Regions from separate parts of the Gossypium hirsutum genome. Here region 2 is linked to region 1. The links are chromatin contacts, called in public Hi-C maps. All regions are on one chromosome and are shown on one strand. Each heading gives the region's core, a stretch centred on a gene start, on an enhancer-like site or on the middle of the called end of the contact. The rest is flanking DNA. Distances are from core to core; before and after follow the strand shown.

What was found. A called contact is a pair of places that touch in the nucleus more often than the background predicts.
Region 2: a contact with region 1 is called in a Hi-C map of leaf, with 2.9 times the contacts expected there. The contact joins the promoter of LOC107951415 here to the promoter of LOC107951419 in region 1. A contact is called at or near these places in 2 of 34 Hi-C or Micro-C datasets (both in leaf).

The regions. Positions count from the first base shown.
Region 1 is chrA02:20,517,798-20,522,038 of Gossypium_hirsutum_v2.1, reverse strand. It overlaps LOC107951419 (proton pump-interactor 1), which reads left to right and starts at 1,937. Exons shown (of 2, transcript XM_041083508.1): 1 at 1,937-2,143; 2 at 2,248-2,571. The coding sequence starts at 1,937. The coding sequence ends at 2,571. It also overlaps the pseudogene LOC107952273.
Region 2 is chrA02:21,036,071-21,040,296 of Gossypium_hirsutum_v2.1, reverse strand. LOC107951415 (QWRF motif-containing protein 2) reads left to right here and starts at 1,537. Exons shown (of 6, transcript XM_016886466.2): 1 at 1,537-3,017. The coding sequence starts at 1,890.

The DNA of each region.
Region 1 (4,241 bases), core at 688-3,187:
TATTACGGGTGGATTCCATTCCGGGCTTAAACAGAGATTCTTGGGGATTTCTATTCCGTGCCTTCTTCACCGTTTACCGATTCGTTGCTTGAAGAAACCTATTCTACCCTTACCAAAATTTCACGTCAAAAACACTCTCAATCAGCAGCCATTTCACATACCCTTCGACTCCGGCATTCCTCCCCTTCATCCAAGGTCAGGTAAACATTTTTGCTTCTTCTTCCTTCACATCATCTTCTTTCATTGTTTCATCATCTATCTCCTTTCTGCAGTTTCAACTACAGGGTAGCAAATTGACTTGGCACGAGCGCTTCTTGGTACTTTTCTTTTCCAATTTCTCTTCCGCAGAGTTTTGTTTGCTTATTAATTTCTGGGCTCCAAAGAAAGTTACCAAGAAGTGCAGATTAGGTCATTCAATCAGTCACAGAGGACAAAGAATTGGCTTCAAAGAAGAACAGTCATTCCCATAAACCTAAGAAACTTTTGTTCCCAAATGGCTCCAAAACTTTGAAGGCTTCTTCTTCAGAGGTTGGAGGTGGTCACGATGATGATGGTGATAGCCATGATGATGTCGAGAAGTTGAGTAGTAGAGCAATCAATGCCTCTATCGTTCTTGGATTTGACACGTTTGTTGTATCCAAGTTGCTTACAATTGATCATGATTATTGGCATGCAAGTTATCTCCTAGGTTTTTCAATTTTTTTTTTGCATTTTAATTCTATTTCCTGTTTTACTTAGAGTTGAATAATGATTCGTTTCAAAAGAGCTTTCTTTTGGTATACTCTTGTTTTGAGAAGGGTATTTTTGCTTGGTAGTAGTTTTCCTTGGTTTCACTTCTCTCTGTGCTAGAGTTGGTTAATCTCTTTCATTCGTCATTTTATGATTTTAATCTTGAAAATTGTTGAGGTGTTTATAACTTTCTAAACTAACCATGAAATCTGAAACATTGCTTGTAAAAGAAAAAGGGGGTCTTTATTTATGATTTGTGCTTTCCTGGAAATTTGAGGTTTATGCAGATTAGCTTTCAAAAACCAAGTGAAAGCTGGAGTCCTCAAAATAAAATGAAGTGAAATCTAAATGCTACAATATTATTTTTTTCCTATCTCAGTATTTATTTGATTCTTATGAATGATTAACAGGGATGGACACTTTATGAGGTACTCCAATATGTTCCAGAACATAATTGGATTGCATACGAACAAGCTCTTAAAGCCAAACTAGTGATAGCCAAAATGGCAATAAGTGGGATAGTCTATTCAATAGGAAATTAGATTGCACAAGTAGTTTCTCTCTCTTCTCCACCCTCTCTATTAATCCTTTAAACGTAAACATATATTGCATTCAGCTCATATTGTATAGCCTGTGTGTAGTGTTATGAAGGAAAGCCTTCAGATCGGGCCTTGTTGGATTTACTCTTCATAGATCCCTTTCTCATTATTATTACCAGTTTTGTGAGGTAATACTTGTGGTTCATAGTTTATATGTTTTGCTGCTTTGAGTCGTTTTTTTTTCCATGGAGCAATGAAACACTTTGAGTTCCAGGCTCTGTTTCCTTTCGATGACTGGTGGGTGGTTCCAGCAAAAGTTATCTTTGATCAAACAGTTTGGGCTGCAATCTAGAACAGTATATATTATGTAGTTTTGGGGTTCTTGCGTTTTGAATCCTCGGCTAATATCTATAAAGAATTGAAGGCAACATTTTGGCCTATGCTGCCTATAAGAATTCTGAAATCCCTGGACACTCGACTATTAAGCAGGGATGGTCGGATAAGGAATCCTGATGAGAAGCCATTAGTTCTACCAGAGATAACAGTACATACGGGAACTGAAGCACTTCCAAAACCTGGTGCGAAACAACCAAAGGAAGAAGCCAAATCCTCTCCCCAACCAGGTACTAAACACCAAAAAGGGCTAGAAAGATGCTGAGACCAAAGCAATGGAGTCAAAATCCTCTCCAGAGAATGTTGTAGCAGACAAGATCTCTGGATCTTCAAACAAGGAAGTTGATGCTGCAAAACAGAAAGAAATGAAGAGAGAAGAGGAAATTGCAAAAGCAAAGCAAGCTTTAGAAAGGAAGAAGAAGCAGGCTGAAAAAGCAGCTACCAAAGAAGCTACCAAAGAAGCTATAAGAGCTCAAAAGGAAGCTGAAAAGAAGCTCAAGGAAATTATTTACTTCTTCTCTTGTTTTGCTTCTTTATAAGTGGTGCGGGTTAAAACTGAATTCTTTTGATGTTTTTTTCCTTTCAGGAGCGTGAGAAGAAAGCAAAGAAGAAAGCAGCAGCATCTACGAATACTATAAATCCCGAGGAACCAACTGAACCCATGGCTGAAGCTTCAGAATCAGAGAAGGTTGATGCTAGTGCTGAAGCACCTGTTCCTGCTCCTATTTCAGTGAAGGATAAAGCACAAAAGGGGAATGCTATTTGGTACAAAAATCGAACTAAAGGACCTGAGGTGCTTTCAAGAGCCATCCTGAGATGTAAGAAGTCAACCAACTACTGGACATGGGCCGCACCTGCTGCACTAGTGGTGCTGATACTTCTAGCATTAGGTTACTATTATCCTGTCTGAAGAAGTTAACTTGAATGGAACTGAGAGTTTTGGTTGAACAACATGCTAATAGCTAGGTCCATAGCTGCAAAAGTTCTTTGCATCCATTGAGGATGGACTAAAAATGTCATAATGTTGCTGGTTGTTCAGTTGCAATGCTTACTGAGGCCAAAACTAAGCAATTCTGGTTTAATTGGTTGTATTTTAAAAATTTTGACGTCCATCAATTTGAGAATGTCATGAGAATCCTTCATGCATTTCAATATTTGAGATTAATCCTAAATTAATATGATTCCAATAGATAGAATGCCAGGTGTTCAATGGGTTTATTGTTCTGGTCTACTATTTTCCTAGAAAGTAGCAATTACTCAACAAGTATGATACATTATTATACAAAGAAAGATGCATCTCAAAGGAAAGCAAAGTATCGATTAAAATTATTACTTAACTCATAAATTATATTATGATTTTTTAATTCATATAATAATAATTATATTAAGAATTTTATTAAATTATATTTAGTAATAATTATAGTAAAATATGATTAAATTATTTATTATTTTTATTAAATTATTTTTAATAATAATCTTATTAAAATTTAATAATAATAATAATAATCATTTACTTAAAAAAATTCAACTAAGGGTATTCTGGTCATTTTAGTTTTTTTTCTTATTCTATTACAACGTCATTCCATTCCAACCAAACACAAGAATTCTATTACAGTTCTATTCCATTCCATCCAACCAAACAATTGAATTACTTATTACAGTTCTATTCCATTACAGCTCTATTCAATTACAGCTCTATTCCATTACAGTGAACCAAACGTACCCTTAGTGTTAACCGCATAAATACCAACTATTAAATCAACCTTCTTTGCCTTCATCATTGCTTCTCTTACTATGAATAGCAAACCTGCTTGGAGACAATATGAATCCTGCTTAAAAACCTCATGGAAATATATATATTATCAAAAGGAAAGATCACAATAAAACAAAAACCTATCAACAAATATTGAGCTTGGAATCTCAACCATCACAATGTCATGTACTACCCAACAAGATTCCTCAGAAACCTTACATACATCAGTCATTCTCATAGCCAAACTCCCCATACCATCTCTCATCCAGTTCTTTTGCCTCAAGACATGAGTCACACAAAAGTCCTCTATTCGCTGTAAATATTCCTTTACTCTTTCCCCTAGTAAACTTTGATCTAGAGTTTGACTAATCAGGAAATTAACTACCTCTATGCAATCCATCTCAAGGACAACCTTCTTAACACCCTTCTCCCATGTTAGCTTAATGCCCTCAAAGGCCTTTCATAGCTCAGCTTCAAATGTAGGGCAGACCCATACCTTGCACGAGAACCCCCAGAGCCATCGTCCAACATTATTCCTGATCACTCCTCCGACCACAGCAACCAAAAAACCAACACACACAATCGCATCAGTAAACACACATGTTTAGAAATTATTAGGTTCAATATAAATTAACACACATTTAATTAGTTTCATTTTTTTAAAAATTAAAATTTGGGTAAATTACACAAACAGTCACTCAACTTTGGGGTAGTTGACAAAACAGTCATTCAAGTTTCAATTCAATCACTCAACTTTTGAAAAATAACAAAACAGTCACCACTAATCATTTTTTGTTACAAACGTAACAGAGCTACCATTTTTCATT
Region 2 (4,226 bases), core at 288-2,787, 520 kb before region 1:
TCGATGCTTCTTCCAAAGAGTTTGATTACTACTGTGTATGTCACATCTTTGATTAAAATTTGATTTACTTGATCAGAAAATTTAATAGAGGGGATGCCATTGACCAATGAACATTCAATATCATTTTCCGATATCTCAAAATCTCCTACTCCATCTGCCCGATTCCCACCAACCTGTCTCTCCATGATAGGACCTTTTCAAAAATCAGTGTTATGTCCATCACAATATCTAGGTTTTCCTCTGTTTCCTTTATACAAACTTTCTTTAACCACCGACTCATTATTTCATCGTCATCTCTCCCTTTGCGCTCCGTGGAGTCCATAATTTTGTAGTACACAATATATTTGAGCAAATGGTAGTCCAAGCGTGGAATTATAAAAAAGATAAAAATTTATAAAACAATCATTAAAATTTATAATAATTACTAGAAGCTAATTAAAACCATAAAGTTTTTATAATTTTTTTTAAAAAATATTAAAAATGGTTAAAAATTAGAAATTTAATTTAGAATTTTTTTAAAAATTAATTAAAAGCTATATTTAAAAATATAAATATTTTATAAAAATTATTTTTCTCATTTTTATAAAAATATAGCAACTTACCATTAATTAAAAAAAGCCATTGATTATTAAGAAGGCATAACATTTTAGAAGAACTTTCAAGTATGCATAAGAAAAAAAAAGAATTCCAATGTTTGATATACTTAAAAATAAATTATATTAGTTAAATAATTTAGTAAAAATGAGAAAAATAATTTTAAAAACATTTAATAAATAATTTATATGGTTTTTAATTAATTTCTAACAATTTTAATAAATTAATTTTTTTCTAAATTTTATAAACTTTTATGGTTTTTAATTAATATCTAATAATTATCATAAATTTTAATGATTTTTATAAATTTTTATTTTGTTATGAATATCTTATTAAGTGGATGCCCATCATGATCAATATAAAGTTTTAATATACTTAGTTAGTAGAATTATAAATAGAGACTCTGACGAAGTATTGTAATCATCCATTTGATCAATAAAGTATATTTTTTTTATTCCTTTTATATTTTCTTTGTTCTTTGTTCTCTCCATCTCTCTTATTTTATAATACGTTATCATAATACAATCACTCCAAATGTTGCTCAAGTTGTTGACAATAGCTATTGTAATTGCAATTTCAGCCTTCAATTAAAGCCTATGCACTATGAGTAATCATTAGAGCTTTTAATCACTTAAATCTTCCACGCATGTTTGTAATAGTAATTATAAAATAAAAAATTAAGAAAAATATTTAAAATTCTATTTTACTAGATTTATTACATTCCCTACTAACCCCCTGATTTCATCCCTACTTCTTACCACATCATCCATAATTCTTATCAAATAAAAATAAATACATATCTTTTTTCCAAAACTGATATATTTACTTTGGTAGGAACCATAAATAAATAATATGGTAAAAGAATTTATAAAGTTATTTCTCGTGAAGAAACAAGAAATGTGGCAGCCACGTGTAAGTAGTTTAGTAACAGACCTACAGAGGTTGCCTCTCCTCCACGCGACTCATCCATCCCCATAAAACCCCGCCACTGCAATGGATTCCCTTCACTTTAAATTCCATACTACAAACAAAATGTATACTACATAGGCCACTCCTAGCATTACCACCCTTATGCTCTCTAATCTAATCTAATCTAATCTTTTCCCACATCCTTCTCACTCTCTCCTCTATGAAAATTCTGAGTTTTTATGTTTAAAGAATAAAATCTGTTAAATCCCAACAGTTTTTTTCAATATAAAATTGGAGGTGTTTATGATTAGATACGTTTAGGTGTTGGGAAGAGAGTGAGATTAAAGGATCAGACTGTGGAATTGAATTTTGTGAGTGCCCCCCCAATGGTTGCTGCTACCCTAAACCCCAAACACCTGGGAGGAACTGGGCTACTGCCTCCCTTGTTGCCCTCCGACCCCCACAATTCCATCCCTCCGCCCCCTCAAAATTCCCGAAAATGTTTGTCCACCTCCTCATCCCACTCAAATTCTTCCACAAAACACACGACTTCATCGGCTATTAAGAGGTCTCAACCGGTGGAGAGGAGACATGCGGTGACCCCGCCGTCTAATAAACCTATGCGTTTGAAAACTGACAACGCTAACAATAACACTGCTGACAAGGTTAGCAAAGCTACACCAGCTCCATCACCATGCCCCACAAAGAAAGAAACCACCAAGAGGCGCAAACCGACGCTGGAAACGAGAAGAACAGAGCAAACCGAAATTTCAAAGACGGAGCGGTGGCCGGCGAGGTTAAGGCTACCCAACTCGGTGGCTAGTAGAAGCATGGCTTGCACCGATGAGAGGAAGAGATTAAACGGTTCTGTTAATGGCAATGTACTTGGGCCACTGCAAGATTTCATGGCTGATAATAGAGATATAAGAGCCGTTACTCCTGTTGAATCTAAGGCTCAACGTGGTCTCGCTGCTTCTGATACTGAAAGTGTTTCTTCTGGTAGTACGTCAGGTTCTTCACAAAGTTCCTCCGCTAACGTAGACGTTAAGCGTGGGCCTCCAGGAATAATGGTCTCCGCTCGGTCCTGGCAACAGACTGCTAATCGGGTATGCCGGTCCCATCCTGGCTCGCCGGTTCCTAAGAAAAATACAGCGCGCACTAAGCTAATTGTACCAGACAAGTTCGGAGCTGATACTCCTTTTTCGTCTCCAAACGGTGTATTGAATAGCAGAGGACAGTTACCGCCAATTCATGGGCCAGTTCGGCCTGCGTCACCGAGTAAGCTTGGGTCATCTTCAACGAGGGGAATGAGTCCTAGACTGAGGAATGGTTTGGATGATAATTTGGTAACTAGGCTGTCGATTTTGAGCTTTGTTGGTGATGGTTTTAAGATTGGGGAGAACAAAGTTTCGGATGCTAATTTGTTGAGGCTACTTCATAACCGGTGGTTGCAGTGGCGTTTTGTTAATGCTAGAGCAGATGCTACTCTGTCTTCCCAAAGGTCTAACGCAGAGGTACGACTCTAAGAAGTGACTTTGAATTTATCTCGTTGTGTTTGTATGCTGTTTGTATGCTTCATCAAGTTTGCATGCTTTACTATTATAATATTCATAGGAATTCGCTTTTACTATAATTTTGGCAGTACAGCTCGCAGCATTAAACGTTGCATACGAACACCATTTTGAGGATTTTGGCTAAGTTTTACTTTTAGAAAGTTAATTTTTTTAGAATGTTGCCTGGCTGCACGCAGTTTGTTTTGTCTTACCATCTGGAATTTCAGGGTTTTGTTAATTAAAAAAAGAGAGCTCAAGAACAGTCCAGACAAACAATTGAATTATGTCTGATAAAAACAGAGAGTGGTGTTCTTGGTAGAGCTGAAATTCTTTAGGCCACTTCTGCTTGATCGAACTTGGCACCCTGCCGTTTTTGGTTATAATTGCTTTTATGGTGTAGAAGTTATGTAGTATGAAAGCAGCCTGTGAGAGTTGTTTTGTGGCTTAAAATGAGTTTAATCATGTTAGGGAGAGAGGCTGCAGTATTGGTGAAATTAGAAATTTTCCATAAGAGTGTAAAGGGATATTTTTAGTACAATCTATGATAAGTGACGACGGATAGAATTGGATCAAAGAGATTGCATGCCTGATTTTCACAGGTTTTTCCTTCAGACCAAATCCAGAGGCCATGTGAGACACTGAGATCAGTAGGTTTTGATTTTGAAATAATATTGGAAATCAAGAATGCTAAATGTTCTAGAGGAGCATGCTGGTTCATCAGTTGCTGATTTTCTTGCACTAAGGAACCAGTCAAAGAGGGCATCCATTATGCTAGAAACAACTTGATCAAATTAGAGGCAAGCAGAGGTTGCAGATTGCATGTGTCTTGAAATAGCTATGATTGATTACTGATTGACATCTCAGGAATGAGAAACAAGTGAAATAAAAGTTGCATTGATTTTTTTTCATATTTTAGCTTTCGATACAATTAATTCATCTTAATCTTTTTTGCTTTGCTTTGTTTAAGATGCTTCAGTTTTTTTTTAACTGTCCTCTTGTTTCTCAGAATACTAACAATTTTTATTGTCAATTATCTTCATTATAGTTAGTTAAAATATGACAATGAGTCCTTTTGTTATCATTTCTGATAACAAAAAAGCCCTCTATAATGCATGGGCAGCTACCTCAAATAAAATTTTCCATCTCTTGTTTCTCAGATTAGTTACAGTT